Linked DNA regions of Mus musculus: region 1 is linked to region 2. A link is a contact called in public Micro-C data. All regions are on one chromosome and are shown on one strand. The core of a region is the stretch at or near the end of the contact, and the rest is flanking DNA. Distances in the headings are between cores, read along the strand shown. Region 1 has its middle 12 kb from the start of 4933428C19Rik. Region 2 has its middle 12 kb from the start of 4930509K18Rik.

The links. Hi-C and Micro-C count contacts between places; a contact is called where the count stands out from the background.
Region 1: a contact with region 2 is called in a Micro-C map of the G1E-ER4 cell line. The contact joins two enhancer-like sites. A contact is called at or near these places in 7 of 484 Hi-C or Micro-C datasets (the G1E-ER4 cell line, the HL-1 cell line, the HPC-7 cell line and 2 more).

What each region holds. Positions count from the first base shown.
Region 1 is chr4:40,534,635-40,541,296 of GRCm38.p6, reverse strand. No RefSeq gene overlaps it. Among named protein-coding and RNA genes, the nearest start is that of 4933428C19Rik, 12 kb to the right of the region's middle. Within about 2 kb of position 3,231, at least 4 of the 459 cell types and tissues checked have an H3K27ac peak or open chromatin away from gene starts, as enhancers often do. A contact at or near this core is called in the G1E-ER4 cell line, where this site is marked.
Region 2 is chr4:40,297,640-40,305,212 of GRCm38.p6, reverse strand. No RefSeq gene overlaps it. Among named protein-coding and RNA genes, the nearest start is that of 4930509K18Rik, 12 kb to the left of the region's middle. Within about 2 kb of position 3,627, at least 26 of the 459 cell types and tissues checked have an H3K27ac peak or open chromatin away from gene starts, as enhancers often do. A contact at or near this core is called in the G1E-ER4 cell line, where this site is marked.

The DNA of each region.
Region 1 (6,662 bases), core at 1,982-4,481, 240 kb before region 2:
AAAATTCAAACATTGAGCCTATTGAGGGCCTTCTCATTCAAACCACCAGAGGGACAGAACTGAATCTTGTTTTCCTTGTGATTCACTAAAGGTGTGGGGGCCAACTCTCTGATTCTGACTGTTCTTTAACATAAAATGGTATATTTGATAGTCTGTTGTTTTCACCCATCAAGAGGAGGGCCTGGGACTACAGTAACTACTTCAGTTTTTCCAGTCAAAAGCATCCAAAGACACTTCAAGCTAGATGTCACCTTATTGGCTTTTTTATTGCATTATTTCATTTTCTGATCAGTTACTGAGAACCACAGATATGAGGAGTTTTTGCTTTTTTGTAAGACTCTAGTTTCTCTGACACTCACCTAGTGGTTTGGTGGAAAGAGAGAGATTCAGCCCTGTGCTGTGTGCTTCTCTTTCTCCATCATTGTAAGTTTGGGGTACCTCAGTACTCATGAGGACAATACATCAGACCCTTGGTCTGTTAGATCTTTGACTTCATCTTTGCCCATGGTCTCAGCCATTATCTTGTCTCAGTTACTCATTTCTGTTTCACATTGGATACACTCAATAATGTTATCTATCAATTGATACCATTTACAGTGTCAGGTCAATATTTTAGTCTGTGATTTTTTTTTCCAGAAAACCCTCTAGTGTCCCAAGTCCACCACTACATCAGGCTGAGATGTACAATTCACTGACCCAACTGTTCCTCCCGTTCTCTCTCCCATGTTATACTTTCCTCACTTGGCTTAGGTTCTATGGCTTGTCACCAACATAGACTCATTTATCCACACTCTTGTCTTATCTAACTGACCAGCTCTGTATGCTGATGACCATCACCCTCTTCTGGGCTTGAATCCCCTCAGGGACCTGGGTTTTGTCTTTTTGCTCCTAGATGTAGCCCATGTGCTCAGAACATGATTGGCCCATGATGGGCACTAGGAAATGTAAATTGAACGAGTGAATAAATTAATCAGTGAAGTTCCACTAATTTTTGAAGGAATTAACTTACACATTGCAGTGGGGAAGCTAGGCATATGTTTCTGTTCTCATTATTTTTGAGTATTTGTTTTAATTTTTCCTCATTTGTCCCTTCCCTCCTATGGAAAGATGAGCCTCATTCTGAGAAGACTTCCTGTGTTTCCCTCTTGAAGAACAGATTATAGGGCAGCCTGAGATCATGTTTAGGGAATCCTCCCAGAGGCAAGGGAGTAAGGAAGAAAGGGGACACATGATGGGTGCCACCTGAAGCCATCATATTGGCTTTGGACCCCATCTCCAAGTGGAAATGAGTCCATAGGCATTGGGATGTGCACCAGGAACTTGGGAAAGAGGCTCAAATGATGGTAGGAATTAGTGGGGGGGGCATTTTTTTAGTTCTGAGATATAACTATAGATGGGAATAAAACAGAAGAAATATACAGAAAGGAGCTGAGAGGGGCGAGGACAGAATCATGGGGTATGAATCCAGCATTAGTAGAGAGTTCTGGTGTTGTGAAAACTCAATGTCAAAGTGATTCACTTTGACTATGGGATAAACTGAGCATGCTCACATGCAGCATGCCCACCTGCAGATACGGCCATTCTACTGTTACACTTAGAGTTTCAGATGTGCATGTTGGCTTTCGGTGGTTTGTTAGACTTTGAGTAGTAAGATAAAAATGACGATTGTGACAGTCCTAGCTTATTTTCTCTTGCTGGGATAAACACCTTAACCAAAAGCAGCTTGGGAAGGAAGGTGTTTATTTGACTTCCACCTCCGTGTTCTAGAACATCACTGAGGAAAGCCAGAGTAAGAACTCAAGGCAAGAAATTTAGAGGCAGGAACCGAAACAGAGAGACCATGGATGAACGAAGCTTACAGACATGTTCCTCAAGGCTGGCTTGCTCAGTTTGCTTTCTTTGACACCCCAGAGCCACTTTCCCAGTGGGGCACCACCCACAGTGAGCTGGGTCCTCCCACGGCAATAATTGATCAGGAAATTGCCTTAAAGATATGCCTGCAGGTAATCTGATGGAGACATTTTTCTCTGTTGAGGAGCTCTTGTTCCAGATGACCCTCGCTTGCGCAAGTTGACAAAAACCTAGCCATCACCTGAGAAGGGTGAAGAGCAGTTGATGGGAGAGTAGAAAAGACCAGCTGGTGCCATGACATGACCTTTTGATCTTGCTCCAGGCATGCATTAATTGCCCTGTCAATCCTGCATCCCCCAGGCCTCTGACATCCTTAACACTTGGTCCATCTTCTCTTTGTCTTTAAAAAGAGGATCCTGTGAGTCCAAGAAGCAATTATAGTCAACACAGTGACTCAGCCTTTATACGATCTCATCACACTGGATCTTACTATCAGACTTTGTAACGGGAACAGACACCACACATTGGTTTGGTATATCACGTTGTAGGAAGTGACACCCAGTAAACTCTTTGTGTTGGTGAGGAAAGGGTTAAGAATCGAAGCCTGGGATGGGAAGGTTTTCAACCCATTTAGTTCTGCATTTGTATTGAGAATACAAATCAGTGGCGATTGTTGCTTTTAATCGGAGTGGCTGAGTGAGAGCTGCAGGCAGAAGCAGCCATCTTAAAGACCTGCCTTTGAACAAGTAAAGCCTCTTTGATTTGAGATGAATCTCTACAAAATTAGACGGCTGGTTGTGCTGAGCTTGGGTGACATCCCAGTCCTCGATAACTGCACTCATTCAAGTATGGATCTTTGGGAACATTCAGGGCAGACTCAGGGATACACTCCTTATGAGAAATACATGATGGGCTCGCTATTGGATCCCTAGGGAATAGTATCATAATTACAAGTCCAGGAACCCTCTGTGAAGCTTTCCCATGGGCTAGGAGCTTTCAAAGAACCTTAGCTTAGTACACAGAGAGCAAGCGGTCTGTGTGAAGTGCTTTCTCTTTGTGGTGAAGGCTGAGGTGGAGGTACTCAGCAAACACCTGGAGGCACTTGTGTCAGAAAGGACCAAAGATGTAATGGATGCAAATAACATATGATGACCTAACATATGCTAGTTTCTTCACCCCTTGCCCTGGCTAGTCTTTATGTAAGCTTGGCACAGGCTATAATCATCAGAGTGGAGGGATTCACAAAACAAAACAAACACAAAAACAAAAACAAAAATCTCTCCACGAGATCTGCAGGCAAGCCTTAGTGACTCATGTGGGGAGGCCACGACTACCGGGCTTATCAAACTCAATAACATGCAATTTCCTGGCTTCAGCTCTGGCCCTGAGTTCCTTAGATAAGCAGCTTGAACAAGCCAGAAGGAGTAGCCAGTAAGCAGCACCCACTGTCCTCACCCCCTCCCCCAGCCCTACCCCCATGGTCTGAGCATCAGCTCCTGACTCCAGGTTCCTGGCCAGTTTGAGTTCCTACCTTGGCTTTTCTCAGTGGATTTTGATCACTGGTGCTTCAGCACAGCAGTAGACACCGTGACTAAGTCACTTCCCCACCTCCCATCAGCGCCGGGTACCAAACTCAGAGCTGTGTGCTTATTAGGCAAGAATTCTACCACTGAGCTGGATTCTCAACTGCTAGGTTTTACTGTGTGTTATTTTACGTTGGCGTACTGGCTTTGACTGCAAGTGTTGGCATGCTAAACAAGCTACCACTGAGCCCTGAGACCTAATGCAGAAAAAACCACCAACCGACCACTTGCCCTATAGTCATTAATGCCACGCTGAACTAAAAAAACCAGTAATCAAGGCTGATTTGGGACACATGGCGTTTTTTGTTCAACTTGTTTCTCTGCTGTGTCCTTGTTTGGAGAACTCAGTGATGAAGCCAGGAAGTTGTATGTCATTGTTTTAAAAATCTTGTGTTCTGCATGCCTGGGTGCTCACAGGTCAGTTCTCATGTGTGCTAGGCATTTGATAGGTCAGCTCTTTTAAACACCAGTCCCTGTGCACCAAGGGCAGAAGAAGAACTCTTACCTGTGATGCCAAGGGAGAGGGATAGAATGTTAGCATCTTCTTCTGGGTAGCTAGCTTGAAGTTTGAGGAAGTGCCCAGATTGGGGAGGTGGGAGCAGGAGAGAACTTTTACTTTCAGGGCTGCAGAAGGTGCCTCCAGCAGGCAGTGGACTGGATGAGGTTTAGTATAGACATGGCTCTGAGCTTGGGTTCTGGAGTGAGCTAGAACTGGGTCAGGGGTCAGCATTGCTTTTTCCAGCATCACCACCTGTAGACAAGTAGTTTTTAGTATGAACCTTTTTCTTTATCCCATGAAATAGGACTAAAAGCTGTGCCTACTTCACAGAAACATGTTCTTATTACACCAGAGACTGTGATGACCCCGGTAAGTGCCTGGTATAAAGGAAAAATTCAATCAATATCATTAAAAAAAAAAAACAAGTGGCTAGGACTAGGTCTCTTTTAATGATTTGTCAAATCAAGGACACAGTAGGCAAATGACATTTGGCAGAGAAAATGGCTGTCTTACCCCCCGGCTTGGGTGCCGTGGCAAGGTGCACCAGCAATATGTTCCCCAAGTCTCCTGAATCACACTTTTCCATCCTCTGTCCTGGTTCACAATCCTACTGCATGGGCTAGGGTTGCCCAGTATGCGCCAGACATAGAGACTTCCTTCCCATGTGGTGCTTGTAGAAAGTCCAGCTTTCCCAGAACCTCTCAGTCCTGGCTGTACACCATCAGCCCTCCTGGGCCTTCCATGGTGAATTAATGCCTGAGCCCTGCCTTCTACCTACCCTGCACTCATTATCCAGGGACAGTATTCAAGCATTGGTATTTGAAAAGGCTCACTGGTGGACTCTAATGTTCAGCTTGGGAAACTCTGATTTGGAAACTTAACAAGTGAACACAACACTGTTTTCCTGGCTCAGAATCAGTAAACACCCAGCAGCATGCTTCTTGCCCAAGCCATAGTTCTTTTATAGCCCGTTGGCATTATTGCTTCTTCTCCCATCTGAACCTTTTCTCATATCTGGCACCGTGGGCATTGCCTTTTCTAAATGCTCATCTTTAATCTCTCTGCTTTCCCTCTCTTGGCTCATCTACTGCTCAGCTGGTCCCCTCTCTGTCTTCTTAATGCTTTGCATCTTTCATCGCTGGTTTGGGCATCAACAATTCCCTGGCGTATGTCTTCACTATGCTTCTTATTCATTCTTTTAAAAAATATTCTTATCAGTTTAATTAAGTGTATAAAGTGATGGGCTTCACTGAAACACTTTCACATATCCATGTAACTTACCCACTGCTTCCGACCTCCATCACCACCTATAAGCCTGTGTTTACCAAACCTGGAATTTAAGGCTGCCTTTGAACTTGGGATCCAGAAGTGTAGGCTGTCCAGAGACCTGTGTGATTCTGAGCCCTGTCGGTTACAGATACTTGGGAATCTTCTCCTATTTTCCCTTATCGCTCTCATGGTCATCTCCAATCTTTACTGCTTTATTCACAGCTGTCTTCATCTCACTGTTCTGAGTCCTTGTGTGTGGGGGTGTCTAACTTACTCCTCCACCACTCCTTCCCAATTGCTGGCTCTAAATAAGTAGAGTTGACTAGCTTTCCTGCTCTTAATTCTCATGAAATTTGCCAACTAAGGCTCCTCTCTATTTCATTCTGAAAGAAGAGCCGTGCCTGCCAGTTTTGAGGCCAGCTTCTTTACATGGATCCTGTACTTTGTTCTCCTTTCATTTAGGCACCAGGCAGAGAATGCAGCATGTTCATGTCCTTGTGACACTCATAACCTCATGGAGGAAGCAGGAAATAGAGACTAAGGACAAATGTATAACAGATGGAAGTTAAATGTTAGGAGGGAAACAGAGACACGTAAGGGGAGAGGCCAGAGATGGTGCTTTCTATGGTGTGGTCAAAACACAAAATGAACTAATAGACACAAGGAGTATGAGAGACAGAAGGTGTGCTGGTGGGAAATGTGAGTGACAGCTGAGGTGCCATTGAGGAGGACTAGACGATAAAGTGTAGATGGTAAAAAAGGCAGGCTTGGTTGTGTCTTTGGATGCCTGGGTACTTAGATAAGGACTGAGATTTTCTTCTGAGTGATATGAAGTGCACTGGGAGGGTTGACCAAAAACAACTAACCAACTAACCAACCAATCAACCAACCAACCAACCAAAGCAATATATTCTGACTTGTAATGTTCTCTTCACTTCAGTAGAAGACTATAGAAGAGATGGATATGAAGGCAGGATGACAATAAGAGGTCAAGGCCAGGGCTGGGCAGGTAGCTCAATGGTAGAGTGCTTACTTACAGTGTATGAGGTGTGAAGCCCTGAGTTTCCTGTCTTGAAACACACACACACACACACACACACACACACACACACACACACACACAGATTCAGACAGACACACACAGAGACATACACATGCAGAGACACACACAGAGACACATACACTCATAGACATACACACAGAGACATATACACAGACAGAGACACATACAAAGGCATACACAGACAGACAGACAGCCATAATTAGACAGACATACACACACAGACAGAGATACACAGGCAAACACAAAGACACACATAGACATACACACATAGACACACAGACATACACACACAGACATACACACAGATAGACACACACACAGACAAACACAGACAAACACAGACAGACAGACACAGACTTACACACATAGACATACACACACACACACAGACATACAC
Region 2 (7,573 bases), core at 2,378-4,877:
AGAGATGCTGTTCTATTTGCCTACACGTTCTACTATATGGCTGTCAGTTCTCCTGGGAACTTTGCTTTTTTTTTTTTTTGCCTGTCTCTGGAATCTTCATTATACTACCTTTCTCCCTTAGGCACCGGCCCCCTGGTTTGCCAGGAAGTACATAGTATTTTACAGGCTCACAGGACACTTCCTGCTGGTCCCTGTTTCAGTTCATGGTTCCATCATCTTCCTGGTAACACAATCTGTGATTCAACACTGTTGCTTGGCACACCGGAATGTATTATCCAAGAAAACTAGAGGCAAATCGCAGCTCTTTGGACCACAGAGGGAATCTCTGACAGCCTTTCGGGGGCACCTTGTTTGTGAGACTTGATGATTTTGCCAAGATTCTCTCAACTACATAACTAATGATACTTATTGTTGGATGTGTGTCTCTTACAAGCTGGCCCTCTGTGAGCCCGAATTCCTCTCTTAACATGGCTCTGCTCTGCACACTCAGGCCATCTTGCCACATCTTACCGCACTTAGATCCCCGTTACTGTGTTGAAACAGGCTATATGTCTGTCCCAGGCTCATGATTGATTCATTTTGCCTCCAAGTTCTTATCTTTCTAGGCTGACCTCTGACTGTTGCTATCAATGATACAGTGCACGGACTGCTTGTAGAAACATCGACTTTCTAGTGAGCAAACCATCTAGTGTCTCCGTGTTGGCTTGTGCACAGCACTAACATACTGTGCATCCCTGTCCTCGCTGAGTGGTTCATGATTCCCAGAATAATGCCTGGTAGTTCAGGCTGTTTCCCCATGAGCACCCAAGACATCCCACTCACCGGATAGTAAGGACAGTTGACTAGGCTGGGCTTACTTAGGGCTCAAATGATATATACAAACTATGCTCTTAGCGCCTCCCCACTGACACTTAGATCAGAAGTTCTCCACTACAGGTTGTGACCCCTTTAGGCGACAACCAATCCTTTCATAGGATATCAGGTATCCTGCATATCAGATATTTACGTTATGGTTCATAACAGTAGCAAAATTACAATTATGATGTAGCAACAAGGCAATGGAGGACAACTGCTAACTGGCGTGTTCAGCCTACTTTCTTACACAAGTCAGCACCTCCCACAGTTAGCTGAGCCCTCCCACATCAATCAAACAAACAGAAAGAGTTCCCAGATGGAGTTAGTTGCCTACAAGGAATCTAATAAAGGGATTTCCTCAACCGAGATTCCTCTTTTCACATAACTCTAGCTTGCATCAAGTTAACAAAACAGTAACATACCGGCCAGGACCCCACCTCTCTAGCTTGGTGAAGCAGTGAGTTTAGTTGGATTGCTTACAGGAACCTGTCTGACTGGGGCAGTTACATCACCAGGAAGCTCAACCTCGGCATAGGGTCTGCTCGAGAAGGTTGCATTACTCCGGGTCATGCCCAATTTGCAGGCAGCTCCTCCAATGATGCTCCTCTGCTTCAGCAACAGCTTCTGCCCCTGGGACCCCCAGCCTCCTGATTTGTAACTTCCTCCTGAGGTCCTTTAACTTTCATGTGAGTTCCACAGGTCTCCGTCCTTAGGTCCAGGAGGGGATGTTTCCATCAGGAGGAACTAGCCACACAATAGGAACTAGCCACACGATAGGAACTAGCCACACAATAGGAACTAGCCACACAATAGGCATCATTACCACCTCTTACATGTTTACACCAGGGCTATTGACAACGCTTTCTTGACACAACAATAATAATATAATATTTATGATATTGTTAATAATATTTGGATTAATTTGTTTCAACGGAAGCAAAACAACAATCTGTATACTTCCAGAATTTCCGGAACAATAGTAGACTCTTAGATCTGGATGAGACTTGAAGGTCAGTCATTCATTCCTCATTGAACAATTCATGAACAATGAATTGAACGAATAACATCCATTGTTGTTTTATATTTGACTCTACCAGTATTTTTAGCTCACAGATTTGTGTCTTTAGGTTTTGAATATTTTATCAATAATTCCATCATCTATCACTTTGCTTTATGGCTATTGATTGGTTTCTTAGGTACAGGTGCCATTTTCTTCCTCTTTCACATGCCTGGCACAGGCTTGGTACTGATGTCTTGGAATTTCTCTGGTTACAGAAGTTTCCCCTCCTATTCACTCAGGTCATTTTTCAGTTGATAACTTGAGCTCCATGTAACCTTTCCTGTCTGAGAGGGACTCAAGCTGTCATCATCTCCTCAAACCTCAGTCACAGTCTCTTAAACTCGATGACTCGGTTTTGCTTGGCTCAGAAGTCTAGAAACTCCCTCCAGTGCCAAATCAAGGTAGCTGGGGCCCCATTTCCTGTCTCTCATTTCTATCCTGTATCATGAACCCACGTTGCCTAGTATCTGGTGTCTTTAAGCCATTGTTCCATGTATTTTGCTCTGTTTCTAGTTCTTTAAAAAGGAAAGCTAAATCTAGTCCTTCCTCATGGCCGGTGGTGGGATAACTTACCCATCAGCGGAGCCAACCCTAATTTCTTGACTCTGAACCCCTTACTCTAACTCCTGACGCAGGCAAGAACACAAGAAGATTATGCAACTGTTTTTTGGACTTAAGTGTCCCTGGATAGGAAACACGTGGCTCCCATGGTTTTGTAAAAAACAAGAATAGAAGGTGTTCTCTGTAAACTATCCAAGGTCATTTACACGGCTTTGGTACTAACCAGAATGCAGTGTTCCGATTTCTCAGTTAACAGTTGTTGAAATTTTGGAACTGCTAAGTGACGTTGAATGTAGAGTTCCATTTAAGTATATGAAGGATCCTGGGGGGGGGGGGGGGTGGATGGTAGGCGTAGGTGCTCTTGTGTGAACCTCCATCATTGCCCGGAGCAAACCAACGTTACTGTCAATTTCCCTGTGGGATAGTGGGAGCAGAAACGGCAGGAGCTGCATCCCTGGTCTCCCTGGAGCAAGCCAAGGATTGGAGTAAGAACATAAGATGGGCCCATTCTCCAGTTTGTCAATTTTCTGCCTGCGTTACCAGATGAAAGCCCTCGTACATCTGCAGGCAAATGCTTTGTGTATGTGCTGTCCGGAGAACGAGTGCGGACTAGGCTTAGCTAGCCAGCAGAGGATGCGGTCTCTGACATCTGAGTGTTAGGATTGCCTTCAGGCACTACGGTTGCTGGGCTTTGTCTTTGGGTTCTAAAGACACAAACTCTGGCAAATGAGTCATCACTGAGCCATCTCCCCAGTTCAAATCCCCCTGTTCCTGATATGAGCCAACACCTGGGACCCAGGACACCTATATGAATGGCTGCATAGACGGAGGGACGACTCGTCCCTGTTCTGTCTCATCAGCAGCTGTGGGTTTTCCTTATGATAGCAAATGAGGCAACACTTATTAAATTCTGGGTTTGATGCTTTTATAATAATTACATTTTAGTTACAGGGAGAATTAATTGGGCGATTTGGACTTATTTGGAGTTGACAGAATCCATATAACTTAGCAGATTACCTTAGGAATTTCAAAATATGTTATCTCAAAATAGAGCTTAGAAAAAAACGGAGTAGAATCTGTGTTGGCTTTAAAATCCACTTTGAGCAAGGGAAATTTCCAGCTTGGGCTGCCTTCTGAGTCCCTGCTGCTGACTCTGCACTTTGGGCGACAGGCTGTCATTTCGGGACAGGTTTTTTTTTTCATTTTAAATGGTTTGTTTAATGATTTCTTCTTTTAAGAAAACTTTAGGCTGAATTATTTTACTAAAACATTTTCCATGTCATGCTAAAATATTACATTTACCACATCAATGGTGTTTTAGGAAAACCAGCTACAATTGGTAACGAAGCGCCCTAAATTCTCAAAAAGGCAGGAAGTGGGGTTGCCTTTCGTCAGAAAGCTTTACCGCTCCCTGGAATTTGGGACGCTTTTAAACAGCGCCACCTAGTGGAGTTCTCTAACTATAACCGCACCGCAGCGCCCTATCCGTGATTCTTTGAATACCAAGTTTAGCTGGGTGTGACAGCACGTGTAATCCCAGGCCTCCCGAGGCTGAGGCAGGAGGAGAGACTGCACAGCCAGACTCTGTGTTTCAAAACAAATAAATAAAAGGATTGGGGGTTTTGGGGATGTAGCTTAGGGGAACAGCAAGTGTTTAGCCCGTCCAAGGTCTTGGTTTAGATTCCTCGGGGGATGGTAGCAAATTAATTGTTCCAGATGTCATTCAGCCTACTGATAAATGCATCCCAGTTTCAATTCCTGCACTGATTAATTTGAACGCAGATATATACTCAACCAGCTTCTCAAAAGTTCAGTTATTTACTGATTTCATGTCCCATGGATAACTGTTTTTTTTTTCCCGCTGACGTCTTTCACACTGCCCCTCGCCCCCCCCCGCCCCCCCGCCGTGAAGTCTTCCCGGAGAATTAAGACATTATGTATAAGGTAAGGTTCAGTTTTCACAGAATGGGAAGTGACGCAAGGTACATATGCTTGTTAGAGAGGCAACTGAGCTCACACAACACCACACATTATTAGCATCACAGGGAGTGTCAAAATGTGTATACGGGGTCAGGGGACGGGGGCGGGGATGGGGTGGGGTGGGGGAACAGCCAGTGGATGTAGAGAATTTCTTCTCCAAATTCATTTTATATTCCCACTGGGAAAAAGCTAAATTCCATTTGCCAGATTCTCCTGCAGCTTATGCAGGGATCTGGGGTTGAATTTGGATAACGTGGAACCTGGCTTCTAAAATATCCTCCATATTTTCCTCACCTTCCCCAAATCCCTGTCTGATAACTGTCATTATCCAGTCAGACAGACCTTAGGAGCTTTAACTGTCCACACACAGCCTACTACCCTCCTATTCTAGCCCTATGACCTTCAAGGGACTGTGATGTGGACACAGAACCCACTTTCTTGCCATAAGCTAGAGGTTTGGCGTTTACTTGTTAACTGCACTGATGAATGAATATGGAAGAGAGGAAAATGGAAGCTAAAGGAGAGGCGTATCTGAGAGAACAGACCTTTCCTTCAGAAAGATGCCTGGGTTTTCTGACGCATTTGTGCAGGTCTCAGAGTAAGCACGCAGTTGATAAACATCAAAAACATCAGCAACACAGCTGAAAAGCATAACCACAAAACGCACTCTGGCAGTGTGAGTTTGGGAGCCGGATAATCAGGCTGTGATGGAGATGATGAATCTTGTGTAGAAACGCTTCCTGCAGCTTTAGTCATGAGGAGTTCCGGTGAGGCGCCTGCGCTGTAGGGTATTTAGGAAGGGGCCTGTCAGCTTTCACAGCGCCGTCGCGCCTTCTTTCAAGACACTGTGACACCTCATGCTGTCAATCCTGCTTCCACACTAATTAAAGTTCTTAATAACCTCCATTCCAAGATGGTCCGGAATATATGATGTGTGTTTATTTCCATTATAGGCAGGGTACACAACATGTGACATTAGTAAAGAGTTCTCAACTGAGCTATTTGTGGGGCCCCACTCAGCACACATTCAACACCCAAGGAAGCCCTTGGATGAACAGAGGAAGAAGAAACTCGTGGGCTACAGAGGCCAGAGTCTGCAGAGGAAGAATTGGCATAAAGTTGTTTTTTGAAGAAAGAAAGGCAAGCAAGCCTGGTCACAGGAGGAGGGGGAATGAGCCATTGGCTTCATGGCGGGAGGGGAGGGAAGAATTGAAAAGTTTAGCCAAGATGGAGGCAGGATAACAAGAGCTCTGAAAACCATCACTGAGAATTGAATTTAAAGCTGAGTTAGAGCTCCAGATCAGTTAAGTAGGCAGACACGCTGGATCTAGCCAAACCCTGAGCTGATAGCTGCTATCTTCAGTTCTGCCCCAAAGCACACTCAAGATGGGAGGAGATATGACCGCACACCCTGCTCCTAAATAGAAACAATCGGAGATTAGGGGAAGTGCCTCTCTGTACCGTGTCCTTGTGTGTCCTTTCTTCTTGTCAGACTGTTGATAAAAGAACCTTATTAGTGTGGTCAGTGTGGTTCTCACCCTTCCTAATGCTGTGACCCTTTAATACAGTTCCTCAGGTTGGGGCAACCCCAACCATAAAATTATTTTTGCTGCTACTTTATAACTGTAATTTTGCTACTGTTATGAATAGTAATGTAAATGTTTTTGGAGACAGAGGTTTGCCAAGAGGTCACGATCCACAGGTTGGGAAGCACTGCTCTAGATCTTTCTCTGTCTTTACTTGCTTTATATTGCCATTTCACTGTGAATCCCTCTCCTGTGTAGCTAACCTCGACTCCTTGTGCAGCCCCAGTATGGGGTATATAGCTCTGGTACTCCTGCTCATCGCAAGTACTTACAAGGCTCCCACTCAAAATCTACATTCTTGAGGGGGGTGGACTGTGAGTCATTTAAGTCGGTATCGGAAGAATAAGGACAATGTCTCCTCCCTGGAAAGTAATAAAATAATGTGTGTGGAGGTGGGGGGGGGGGAGTCGATAAGTAGACCTGCTGGATCTAGGTCTTATCCTACGTACTTGGGACTGAGTCAGGAGGATCACAGGTTCAGGGTTACTCTAGCTATTTTAGAGTGACTTTGGGGCCAGCCTGAAGAGCTTAGTGAAAGATTGTCTCAAAATGAAAAGTAAAAAGAGGGAGGGAGATAAAATCCAGTGATAGAACATTTGCCAGGACTCTAGGCTCTCTCTCTCTCTCTCTCTCTCTCTCTCTCTCTCTCTCTCTGTCTCTTGTCTGTGTGTGTGTATGTGTGTGTCCCAGAAGCAAGTCCCAGATCCAGGCGTGGTGGCACACACCTTTAATCAGGGCCACACTTTCTGCTGGAGACCTACATAAAAACATTGGAAGAAGGAAGACATTGGAAAAAGGAAGATTCTCTCTTCTTCGCCTGCTTGCCTTGTGGGACTGAGCAACTGCTAGATCCTTGGACTTCCACTCATAGCTGCTGACCATTGTTGGGGAGTTGGACTACAGACTGTAAGTCATCAACAAATTCCCTTACTATATAGAGACTACCCATAAGTTCTGTGACTCTAGAAAACCCTGACTAATACACTCTGTCTCTCTCTGTCTCTCTGTCTCTCTCTGTGTGAAAGAGACACACACACACACACAGAGAGAGAGAGAGAGAGAGAGAGAGAGAGAGAGAGAGAATGGTAATCTTAGCACTTGGGAGACTGAGGTGAGAGAACCCGAGTCCTGGGCCAGCCTGGATTCTATGACAAAAACCCTCTTGAAAACAGAACAACAAACCCAAATGGAAGCCCCACCCATGCACCCAGCCATGTGCATTTACCTGTCTATCACATCTGAAACTCCATGTAAAATGACTATTGAATGAGAAGATGACTGAACTGACAGCACAGGAGAGAAGAAAACTCGGAGAAAACTCAGTGAACACGATTCTAGTTAACCAGTTGCAAGGACAATGCTGACAGTCATTTGTGGTAAGAATCAAGCTGACATAGAGAAGCATGGTGGGATGTACTTGGATCATGGTTAGGACATACTGTTTAAGATTTAAAAAATAGGGCTGGAGAGATGGCTCAGATGACTCAGGTCCTGAGTTCAAATCCCAGCAACCACATGGTGGCTCACAACT